2 separate regions of the Rattus norvegicus genome follow, and region 2 is linked to region 1. Evidence: chromatin contacts called from public Hi-C data. All regions are on one chromosome and are shown on one strand. Each heading gives the region's core, a stretch centred on a gene start, on an enhancer-like site or on the middle of the called end of the contact. The rest is flanking DNA. Distances are from core to core; before and after follow the strand shown.

Region 1 (5,301 bases), core at 725-3,224:
CTGAGGATCTCACCCAATACAGGGGCGTCACCAGGTCCTGGAAACTCTGGGGTCGTATTGCAGACATTCTCCTATACTTAGCCATGTCTTCCCGCATCTGCAAGTGCGTTGGGTTCGCCACAAAGAAGGTGTGTGCTGCTGAAGCTGCCAGGTCCAACTTCTTCAACTAAATCCAAAGGGATGAGATATGAGTGTGTGTATATGCGGTACATGTGTGTGCGTGTGCGCGTGCGCATGGGGTGATGGTGTGTGTGTGTGCATGTGTGTGTGTGCGTGTGTGCATGGGGTGGTGGTGTGTGCGTGTGTGTATGCATGGGGTGTTGGGGGTAGTGGTGGTGGTATAAGTGTGTGTGTGTGTACATGTATGTGTGTGTGTGTGTGTGTGTGTGTGTGTGTGTGTGTGGGTGGTGGGTGGGTGGTTGGTATTTTAGACCTCTGTTCCTTCACCAGCTTCTCCCAGAGCGTTATGGAAGCCTAGCCAATCAGAACTGGGAACCACCAAAAATCCCTTGGAAGCCAGAATGTTGGGATCCCCAGGACTCTGGTACACTTCAGAGTGGTTGGGCCATGGACTGAGGACCTTAGGATCTCTGTTTTGAAGACAACGAAGTGGGAGGCCCAAGTAGATGAGGTGGGGGTGGGTTGGAGGGGGAGACCTTGAGTGACGAGAATCTGCAGGCCTCTAGGACCCTGAGTTCAGTTGTGTCACTAGCGCCCCTCCCTCCTCCAGCCACGTAGGCATCAGCCACCATCCTGGAAACTGCACAGTGCCCGGATTCCGACCTCAGCTGCTCTACTTCCTTCTCCAAACTAGCCCCCCTCCTTCAGCCTTTCTCTGCACCAAGAGAAAGCTTCTTCTCAAACTCCCACTCCTGAACGAACACACACACTTTCTCTGTCTCTGTCTGTCTGTCTCTGTCTCTGTCCCTGTCTCTCTCTGTCTGTCTCTGTCCCTGTCTCTCTCTGTCTCTGTCTCTCTGTCTCTGTCTCTGTCTTTGTGAGTGTGCGTGTGGGTTCGTGCGTGTGAGTGCGTGTATGTATGTATGTATGTATGTATGTATGTATGTATGTATGTATGTATGTATGTGTGGCTGGTTTGGGGCTCCTCATCTGCTTTTCGTATCTAAGAGGCTGCATTCATTCACCTAGACCCGCTTAAAAGAAAACAAATAAAACACTGCGGAGCCCTTCCTTCATATTCGGTCTACTCCCACTCCTCTTCATTCCACTTTGACTCCTCTCCTCCTTGCCCCGCTCTCTCCTGATCCTCCCTCTGCGGCCATCGCAAGTCCTGGCCACCGTTTCGATGGTACCCACTCAGGAGTCCGTTATACGCCCTCCACGAGTCCAACCCCGAGTCCAGGCGGCGAGCATCCCGCCCTCTCCTGGTCAGCTCCAAGTAAGACAGTCACTGGGCTTGGTTGGGGTAGCACCCTGGCCGGCCCCCGCACCTGGTAGTAGGCCCTCTGCAGGTAGTTGTAGGGCTCCCGCCGGCGGAAGGCATCCCGCAGCGCGCTCACCACGCGGAACCGCGCCGCGCCCCCCGGGCCCAGCCTCCCCGCCGCGCACTGGGTCAGGCACTCGGCGCGGCGGAGCGTGGCGCGCAGGAGCAGGGGTTCCCAGGCCCCGGGCCCCGAGACAGGCTGCGGGGCTCCCAGGATCTGGGCGGGGAGCGCGGCGCCCGGCTCGGCCGCGCAGCTCGCCCCGCAGTCCTGGCGCGCGCGGCCCAGCACTTCCCGGCTCCGCAGCGCCTCTCGCAGCAGAGCCACTGCGGGCGCCCAAGCCCCGGCCGAGTAGGCTCTCAGGCCGTCCGCGTAAAGCAAGTCCGGGGCCTGAGGAGGCGCCCCGGGCGACAACTGGGCCAGACCTGGAGGCTCGGAAGGCTCGGGGGACCCCGGGGGAGGCAGCAGCAGCAAAAGCAACAACCGCAGGAGCCGGAGCATGGTGCCCAGAGCCGCGGGCCCACCGCCGAAGGGAAATGCGGAGACCGGAGGGAGGGAGAGGAAGGGGGGGCAGGGGGAGGAGAAGGAAGGAGAGATGGAGAGGAGGAGGGAGAGGGAGAGAGAGGGAATGAGTGATGCTGAAACCTGCTGGGTTTAGGCCTGTCGCTGGGGAAACCGAAGTGAGACGGAGAGACGGAGCAAGAATTCCAAAGGACACAGGTCTAGTGTGGGTAAAAAAGGAAAATGGAGAAAGAAGGATGAAATAGGGGTCCTGGGAAGCCTGTGGCGTGGAGGTAACTTCGTTTCCGTCCATCTTGGGGTCCTGGAAAAGGATTCTGGACGCCCCTCACACGTTCATCTCCCCACGTTTCTGCCAACCCACCGTATGAAGAAGGATCTTCGAAACACTCCGTGGAAGAGGGTGACTCCGGGTGTGGGACACCAATTCTGGCACCAAAACTTTTCTACCCAGAAAGTGAGCACCCGGACGCATTTAGGGGAGATGAGGATTGAGCGCCTTTACTAATTTGAACAAGGATCCTTCCCACTTCAAACTAACACACTCAAGTGCCCCATGCTCCACCTCAGGATCAGTCTCTCCTAAGCCCATTTCTCCTGCCTGCATGTTGGGCTGTCTCTTTCTGTATCTCTTCCTCCTGCCCTTTCTCCATTTTGTCCTCTGTGAGCCATTCTCCCTCGCCCAAGCCACTGACCCATTTGCCACCGCAGTCGCTGAACACCAAGGTTTCCACGGCAACACTTCAGCCTTTTAATACATTTTGCTAAGGGTGAAGACGGGTGAGTTGGGTATCTGGTCACTTGGATGGGAGAGAGCTGGGGCTCTAGAGCCCAGATGTAGCCCCCCATCTCCCTGGAGGCAGCTGCCATAGACTCAGGGCCAGAATGAGGCAAACTCACTCACCCATGGCCTTACAGGGTCAACTGGGGGAAGATGGGGTTGCCTGGCCCCCAGGGTCTTCCCCAAGCCCTTGAACTCCCTTCACTCCCTGTAAGGGAACAGCGTCTTCCTGCACTTAACCCCAAAGGAAGTCCAACAGCTCGGCTCTCAGGAGACCCAAGGGAGAGTCGTCGAGGTGAAAAGCCCAGCGGCCTAGGCCTACGAGGAGAGGGTCCTGGTGATGCAGTTGGAGAAGGCAGAGGTGTCTCATCGATGAAGGTGGTGATCTCCTCCCGGAAAAAACCAGGACCTCGTGGGGGTCCCCCACCTGACCCCAGAACCCCACTTTCTAGAAACTGTCGAAGGCTGGCTAAGCCCCCACCTTCAGCCTCTTCCTCGTCCTCCTCATCCTCTATCCTGAGTCTCTGTCCCGGGTATTCTGGAGGACCTCCAAGGGCTCTGCTCTGGGCTGGGAGGATCCGGATATCATCAGACGATGACCACTTGTGCAGGAAGGAGCCTGGTGCCCGAGGAGTAGAAAAGACGTTGGTCTCATCATGGGATAACCGGCGGGACAAAGGAACCTGGGGAGAGGAGCAGGTGAGACCTGGAGGGAGGTGCTGCAGAGACAAAGGTAGAGGTGACAGGAACCAAAGCGGGGCCTCAGCAAGATGGCTTCACACTCTTCCTTTTCTCCAAAGCATTTACTCTAGTGGGCAAGCCTGGTTCCGAGAGATCTGAGGGAACCTTTCTTCCTCTTGTCTTTCCTTCACCTGACCCCTAGGGTACCCTGCAGTCCAAAGCCACAGAGTAGTGGTGCAGGGGACCAGAATGGAGGTGAGTCCTTCTGTCCCGTACCTGTAAATAGTGTACTCTCTCAAGGGGTGGGAAGAGCATGTGCCGACCCGGCAGCAGTTTCACCTGGGTGGGGTCCCGACTCCCTGACCCTGTGGCTCCATTAGCATCAAAGCGAATTTTGCACACGCGGCCGTCTGTGTAGTCATCACAGGCGCCATCTAGGAGAGAGAAGGAGCCAGGTGGTTACAAGCAGAGAACACCCACCCTCTCCCTATCCCCTTCATAAAGTCCGGGAGGAACCTTTGGTTCCCATTAGTCTGTAAGCCCCGGAGGATCTATGGCTGGCTGGCTTGCTTTCTGTCTTTCTTCCTTCCTTCCTTCCTTTCTTTCTTTCTTTCTTTCTTTCTTTCTTTCTTTCTTTCTTTCTTTCTTTCTTTCTTTCTTTCTTTCTTTCTTTCTTCCACTGAATCCATGGTCCTTTATACAGGCAGACAATTTTGCTTGTTCTCTAAGAATTTTCCCAAGAGCAGGGAATCTCTTTCAGGAAGCTTAGCTCCCCTTTAATGCCATACCTTCTTTTCATTAGGACTGACTGAGGACCCCTTCCCTGGGACTCTGCTTGGCATGGACCAAGCTGGGCAGTGTAGGCTTCCAGAGAGGAGCAGAGGCCTGGTGAAAGGCGCAGAAGGATGCAAGGCTCGGATGGCCAAGCACGTGATCAGGCTAGAGGGAGGCTGGAGTAGGCTCCAGCTTAGTCCAGCAGGGGGCACCCCAGGGCAGCACATCTCCTCAAGGAGAAGGGCAGTAGAAAGGACAGAAAATAGAGGTAGCTGTCCAGGAAAGAAAAGGCCCCCATCCCTCCTCTGACCGTCATCACCGTCATCCTCGGACATGATGGCCACACACTGCTCCCACACTGTGCGCACATCTGCACGGTAGCGCTCACAGGACCAGATGAAGGAGGGCAGGAGCAACGTCTGTGCCATGGAGCACCACAGCACAGCCAGGACCATCCATGGCGGGGCTGAGTCTGACTTCAAGGAGAAGAAGCTCACCACCTGACCGGGGAATAGGGAATGGCCGGTCAGGCGTGAGAACCCCAGGCCTCACCGAAGCCTGATCCCACCCTTAATGCAAGGGATTAGGAAGGGAGGTGGGTGAAGAGGCCGAATGAGGAAAGGCAAGACCCTGACATTGGGGGCTTGGGAAGGGGTGAGACATCAAGAAAGTCGGACAGAGAAACCCAGGAATCGGGCCTGGATAGTGTGGTCCAGTGAGCCTGGGGTTTCTGCTCAGAGAATGATCTCCAGAGAGAATCGGGGAATAGATAGACTCAGGGCAGCTAGCCGGGTGACAGGTTGAAGAGTGGCGGGCGGTGGAGGTGAAGAATAGAAGTGGAAGTGAGGAATGGCTGGTGGGGCTGGGAGATTGAGTGGTGGTGGTGGGGTGAGGACTGAGGATAGAGACAGGGAAGGCCCAGCTGTCATGAAACAGGGAGGAGAGTGGACGGTAGATCCCGAAACTGGAGACAGAGCTTCTGCATGGCTGGTAGAACTGAAGGGCCCCAGCTACGGAAAAACGGGTTGAAAGACCTCAATCTCACCAAGATGGGCACCCCCGTGAGCGAGTCATAGAGAAAGACGATGGCGCTGACCAAGTTGG
Region 2 (5,301 bases), core at 1,240-3,739, 180 kb after region 1:
CACGGCCATCTTTGTTGTAACCATTTCTGTGTTTATAAATGCATTATCTCTGAGAATTTTCATATTGATGTTTTATTTTTGTCTTATTTTTTTTTTCTCCACCTTGTCCTCTGGCCATGGCATTTTAATTTTCTTTTCCCTTTCAATTTTTTTAATCATGGGAAATTTCAGATAAAAGAAAATTAAAATAATCAGGAATTATACAGTTGTTATAAAGCAATTTAAAAATGAAAAACTTATGTACAAACTAAGGGGTGTTTTTAGAACATTGTACAGAAATAAATTTGTGTTTAAGGATGAGAGGCAGTAAGCAGCTGATGTAAGCTAGCATGGGAAAAGACTATTTGGGGAGCTATTCCAGGACAGCACTAAGGATTTAAACTGGAACGTGTGGAGAATGGATGCTTGGGTGGTAAGCTACCATATGTTTTATTCCAAGGCCATTTTTAGTTTAGGAACATTTGTGTACAGATTCTGCCATAGAGATTGCACGCCTACTTATGTGAGACAAGAATTCATTTAACAAAATGGCTATATTCCTTACCCTTTGCCCTCAAAAACAAAAACAAAAAACAAAAAAAACCAAAAAACCCTGCCAGGCCATGATGGTGCACAACTTTACTCAGAAGGCTGGATCTCTGAGAGGCCACCGTGGTCTACAGAGCGAGTTCTAAGACAGCCTGGTCTACACAGAGAACTTTTGTCTTGCGCAGGTGGGGTAGGGGCACAGACATGTATGGCCTTTTGAAAGGTCCTGCACTACCTGTGCTTCACCTATTTTATCCAAATTCTATTGGGCACTGTGTTTGTATACATAATGTCTCACTAGACTCAAGTGCCTAAGACCAGATGTTTCCCGTGATGGAAACCATAACCTGCTACTGGGTTTAAGACTGAAGAAAACGGGGTTTGGGATTTAGCTCAGTGGTAGAGCGCTTGCCTAGCAAGCGCAAGGCCCTGAGTTCGGTCCCTAGCTCCGGAAAAAAAAAAGAAAAAGAAAAAAAAAGACTGAAGAAAATGCCAAATGTAGTGAGCTTCCCGTGATAAATAATGATTATCATGTTCACCTAAAATGGAAGATTGTTGTACTGCACAGAGCATAACAAGAAACCTAAGACTTCTCACACTGTACCATGAAAGGATTCAGCTAATTTCCCAAGACTGCTTCATGAAGATTAAATCCTTCATACGGTACTGAAAAAGTTGACAAGTGTTCTCATATCTGAGAACTGACCAGCTGTCATTACTTAGTGATGTGGGTAATAAGTCCCATTTAATTTGGGACGAGGCATCCAGGACAGTACCTCAGTATACCCCATTGTTGGTTACTGCCTGGTGTACTGGCCAACTACGGAGAGTTACAACCCCGTTCTCCTCACAGGATTGGAATCCGCACCTTTGTGGGTGAATATCCATTTCCACTTTCACTCGATGTTGTCTATTCTCACTGTATAGAAAAGAGTGGGCAGAGTAAATTATCTAACAGCATGCTTTTAAAATGGAGTCCACATCCCACTGCCTAACTTTAGCATCTGCTCAGTAGTAAACTTGGGCTTTTATGGTGCCCTTTACATATTTGGGCTAAGGGAGCTAGAACTTTATTTTAAAAGTGCTATGTGGTGTAAATTCTGTGAAAGATGTATCAATTCGAGGTGACACTATTTGCAAGACTCTACCACCACTATTACGGGGTTTGAGTTCTGTTTCCGTAAGATAGCAGCAACCTGCCGGACTCTTGCTTTTGTACAATAGCTGATACTTTTGACTACAGTGAAGGCTAATGTATATCAGTCTTCTGATATTTACTCGATGACCCAGTCTTTTCAGATCATGTTAATACCATACATTAGTTCAAATGTAAAACATAAACATCGGTTTTCCCATAGCACACGCCTTTAATCCCAGCGTTTGCGAGGCAGAGGTAGAGGCAGGAGGGTCTCACAAATTTGAGGACAGCGAAGGCTTCACAAACTTATAGAAGAGTGGTGAGAGATGCAAAGGGTTAAATTTGCAAAGCCTGACAACTTCTGAAGAAAGCATCTACCTTCTATTCTGCTTAAGCTGTTACTTCGATGATCACATTTATAATAGATAAACGAAAACACTCGATTCCCTATTTGTTGAAAGCGGTTATTTACATAATATAACTACACAGAACAGATTTCCCCCATTTACCAAACATTCCTGTTTTTGGAGGGAAAAAAAGTTTGCTAGAGAATGCAAAATGGCGACTTTGCGTGACGTCATACCTGTCGCAGGAACATACTAACGTCTTACTAAGGGCGGAAGCCAGGCTAAAGCAGCCTCGATGTGGGCGACCGTGAACAGGCGCGCAAAAACGTTCAATGCCGGGCGGATGTATCCGGGGACCGTAGTTTAGTAAGGGCGGAAGTTCTTTTAGGTACGGAAAGGTTGTAATCCAAGAATGGTCACAGCGCCTGTCGTTTCAGTCACTTCCGGGGAGGATCGGAAGTTGCTTTGTTTTGCTTCAAGATGGCTGCTGGGATGTATTTGGAACATTATCTGGACAGTAAGAGCCGACTGGAGAAGGGGACATGGGTCATAGAGTGGTGTAGAGGGTCCGGGTTGACAGACTATATGGCCCCGAGGTTCTGGTAAACTGAAGATCACAGTTGGGAAAGGGTTCTGAGGGAGGATTTATTCGAGGGTGAAGAGGGAGGGGGTGGGGCAGGGGGAATAGAGGCCTCGCTCAAGGTATAGACAAGGAAAGGGCTGTCCCGTGGGATCAGGGCTGGATTTTAAAGGGGTAAGGGTAGCAAGGAAAGTATTTGCTCACTCAGTTCTTGAGGGTAGATTATTTTCCTAAATTGTGCAGGATCGTTATTCACTGCCATTTGGAGCAGCTGCAAATATTTGGTCTAATTCCTTTATGTCTCAAAAGTGGCTTCTCATTAAGCTTGCTGGGTGGAATAGAGCGACCACTGAGTTGATCGCTGAAATGCTTTACTTTATGAGCAAAATCCAGTTCTCAAAAACGAAGATTCTGTCTCTCCCTTCCCCCTTCTCTCCCTTTCTTTTCCCGGCCTCCCCCACCACCACCTCTCTTCCTCTATCCCTCTTTCTCTCCCTCTCTCTTCCTCCCCCCACCCCTGCCCTGTGTGTGTGTGTGTGTGTGTAAGAGACTTCAAAGTGAGAAGTAGTCTGGGGATGTATTAGACAAACTGTTATGCCAAACTAAGGTATTCGCATCTTAAAATAGAGTATTGATTTTAATGAATTAGTTAACGGTAGCAAGCCAAGTCAGAAGTGTATTCTTAGAGAATGACCAAAAGTTTTCGATATTATAAACATGGCAAGATTGATTGAGAGGGAAAATCCAAGGTGAATTCTGCTTAGAAAATAAACTATATCATAGTGTAGCAGATTCAGGAGTAATAATTTAGTCTTTGCCTTAGAAATAGGCATAAAATCTGACAGTGAGATCATTCACGGAAAAGACACAGAGTAAAGAAAAGACAGTGAGCTCAAGAAACCAGCATTTAAAGGACTAGATGTCAGTGTTGGCATTGTAATAAGGCCTCTGGTCTAGTATTGGCAGTGCTAGCAGGAAGGAATTACTTGAAGGAGAAGGTAGTACCAACTGCCTCAAACTTCTTCACAAAGAGGAGTCATTTCATTTGATAATCTGTCTGTTACTAGAAGCACCTTCTTTTTTTTTTTTTTTTTTAATTTTTCTTTTTTTTCGGAGCTGGGGACCGAACCCAGGGCCTTGCGCTTGCTAGGCAAGCTCTCTCACTGAGCTAAATCCCCAACCCCTAGAAGCACCTTCTTGTTTTGACTTTTTAGACAGTATCTAATAAGGCCCAGGTTGACTTTGAATTTGCTACATAGCTGATGATGGGCTTGAACTCCAGGGCCTGCTTCCATCTCCAGTGCTATTGATAAGCACCAAGCCTTGTTTAGTACTAACAGTTTTTACATTTGAGTTAGAGTCACAGAAACACAAGTTTGGGAAGCACATACCTTTAATCCCAGCACTTGGGAAGATCTCTGTGAGTTCTGAGACCAGCCTGGTATATGTAGTGAGGTCTAGGCCAGCCAGAGCTACATAGAGACCCTGTCTTTATATTTATTTAGGAGACGACATTAGAGCACTTGCCTAATGGGGAATCCCCTGATACTAAAGTTCAGTCTTCACCTCCAGAGGGGGGAAAAATGAGGTTAAGCTGTGTAAAGAGATTTCACTCTTATGGAAAGGCTTAACTAATAATGCATTTGTTCAATTGTTTACTTGACACTTTCAGTATACAAGACAATTCTAAACATGAGGGAAATTTAAAGTGGATCCAGGTGTGTGTCCTGGAAGGTTAGGGAGACAGGCCCAGATTGCATTAATTATTTAGTTATGGTTGGATAAATACCAAAAATACTAGCTAGACTATCTTGACAGCCTGTCTGTGTAAGGCATTGTCGGAGTCTGGGCAAGTCTAGCTCTGAAATTGAACTTTGAAGACTAAACAGATGTGGAGTAGGGGAGCAGGTATGATGGGAGTGGGGTGAGGGCTCGAGAGATGGCTCAGCGGTTAAAAGCATTGACTGCTCTTCCAGAGGTCCTGAGTTCAATTCCCAGCAACCACATGGTGGCTCACAACCATCTGTAATGGGATCCGATGCCCTCTTCAGCTACAGTGTGCTCATATACATAAAATAAATAAATAAATCTTTTAAAAAAATGGGGGTGGGGTGAGGAAGACAGGACTCCTGGGAAGTTGCTGGCAAGTGTGAGGTGCTTAAAAGGCCAGAGTGTTGTCAGAGAGAGCAGGAAGATAGCGTGGCTGAGTGAGCTAAGCCAGGTAGGAGTATGGAACACAGCTGTAACTTACTGAGCGCTGAAGCTGAGAGCAGAGAAGACGGAGGTAGAAGTTCAGAGAAAGCTGGTTTATAGAGTAAGCTCACCAATGAAGAGGCCGGGACACTGGCAGAGACAGGAGGCTAGCTGAAAAAGAGGGGAAGGTCTTCAGCTTTTGAGAAAGGCAAATGAATCCTGTCACAGATAAATCCCTCATTTTCAGGGCAGGGCATTAGCTCAGTTGATAGAATGCCAATCCGGCATTCAGGGCCCCTAGGTTTGATGCCCAACAGTATACAGCTAGCATATTGACACAGGACTCAGGACCCAACACTTGAGAAGAATAGAAATTCATTGTTGGTCATCCTTGGCTACAAAGCAAGTTTGAGCTGTGCTACAGAGACCCTGTCACCAAAAAAATTAGATAAATTAAAAATAAAGAAAAAAAAATCCAGTTTCAAATGAGGGAAAAACTGAACCATACTTTGATT

What was found. A called contact is a pair of places that touch in the nucleus more often than the background predicts.
Region 2: a Hi-C map of mammary epithelial cells shows a contact between it and region 1, with 1.8 times the contacts expected there. The contact joins the promoter of Ing4 here to the promoter of P3h3 in region 1. A contact is called at or near these places in 3 of 12 Hi-C or Micro-C datasets (the A7r5 cell line, kidney and mammary epithelial cells).

The regions. Positions count from the first base shown.
Region 1 is chr4:159,346,030-159,351,330 of GRCr8, forward strand. P3h3 (prolyl 3-hydroxylase 3) reads right to left here and starts at 1,975. Exons shown (of 15, transcript NM_001106620.3): 1 at 1,452-1,975; 2 at 14-166. The coding sequence starts at 1,943. It overlaps Gpr162 (G protein-coupled receptor 162), which reads right to left. Exons shown (of 5, transcript NM_001108646.1): 2 at 5,243-5,301; 3 at 4,508-4,697; 4 at 3,700-3,857; 5 at 2,440-3,425. The coding sequence ends at 2,874. It overlaps LOC120102385 (a long non-coding RNA gene), which reads left to right and starts at 719. Exons shown (of 4, transcript XR_005503865.2): 1 at 719-1,399; 2 at 2,275-3,441; 3 at 3,626-3,678; 4 at 4,226-4,401.
Region 2 is chr4:159,525,714-159,531,014 of GRCr8, forward strand. Ing4 (inhibitor of growth family, member 4) reads left to right here and starts at 2,490. Exons shown (of 8, transcript NM_001079887.1): 1 at 2,490-2,530. The coding sequence starts at 2,494. LOC102554095 (a long non-coding RNA gene) reads right to left here. Exons shown (of 5, transcript XR_010065933.1): 2 at 4,845-4,957; 3 at 1,397-1,447. Zfp384 (zinc finger protein 384) reads left to right here. Exons shown (of 11, transcript NM_001034830.2): 11 at 1-297.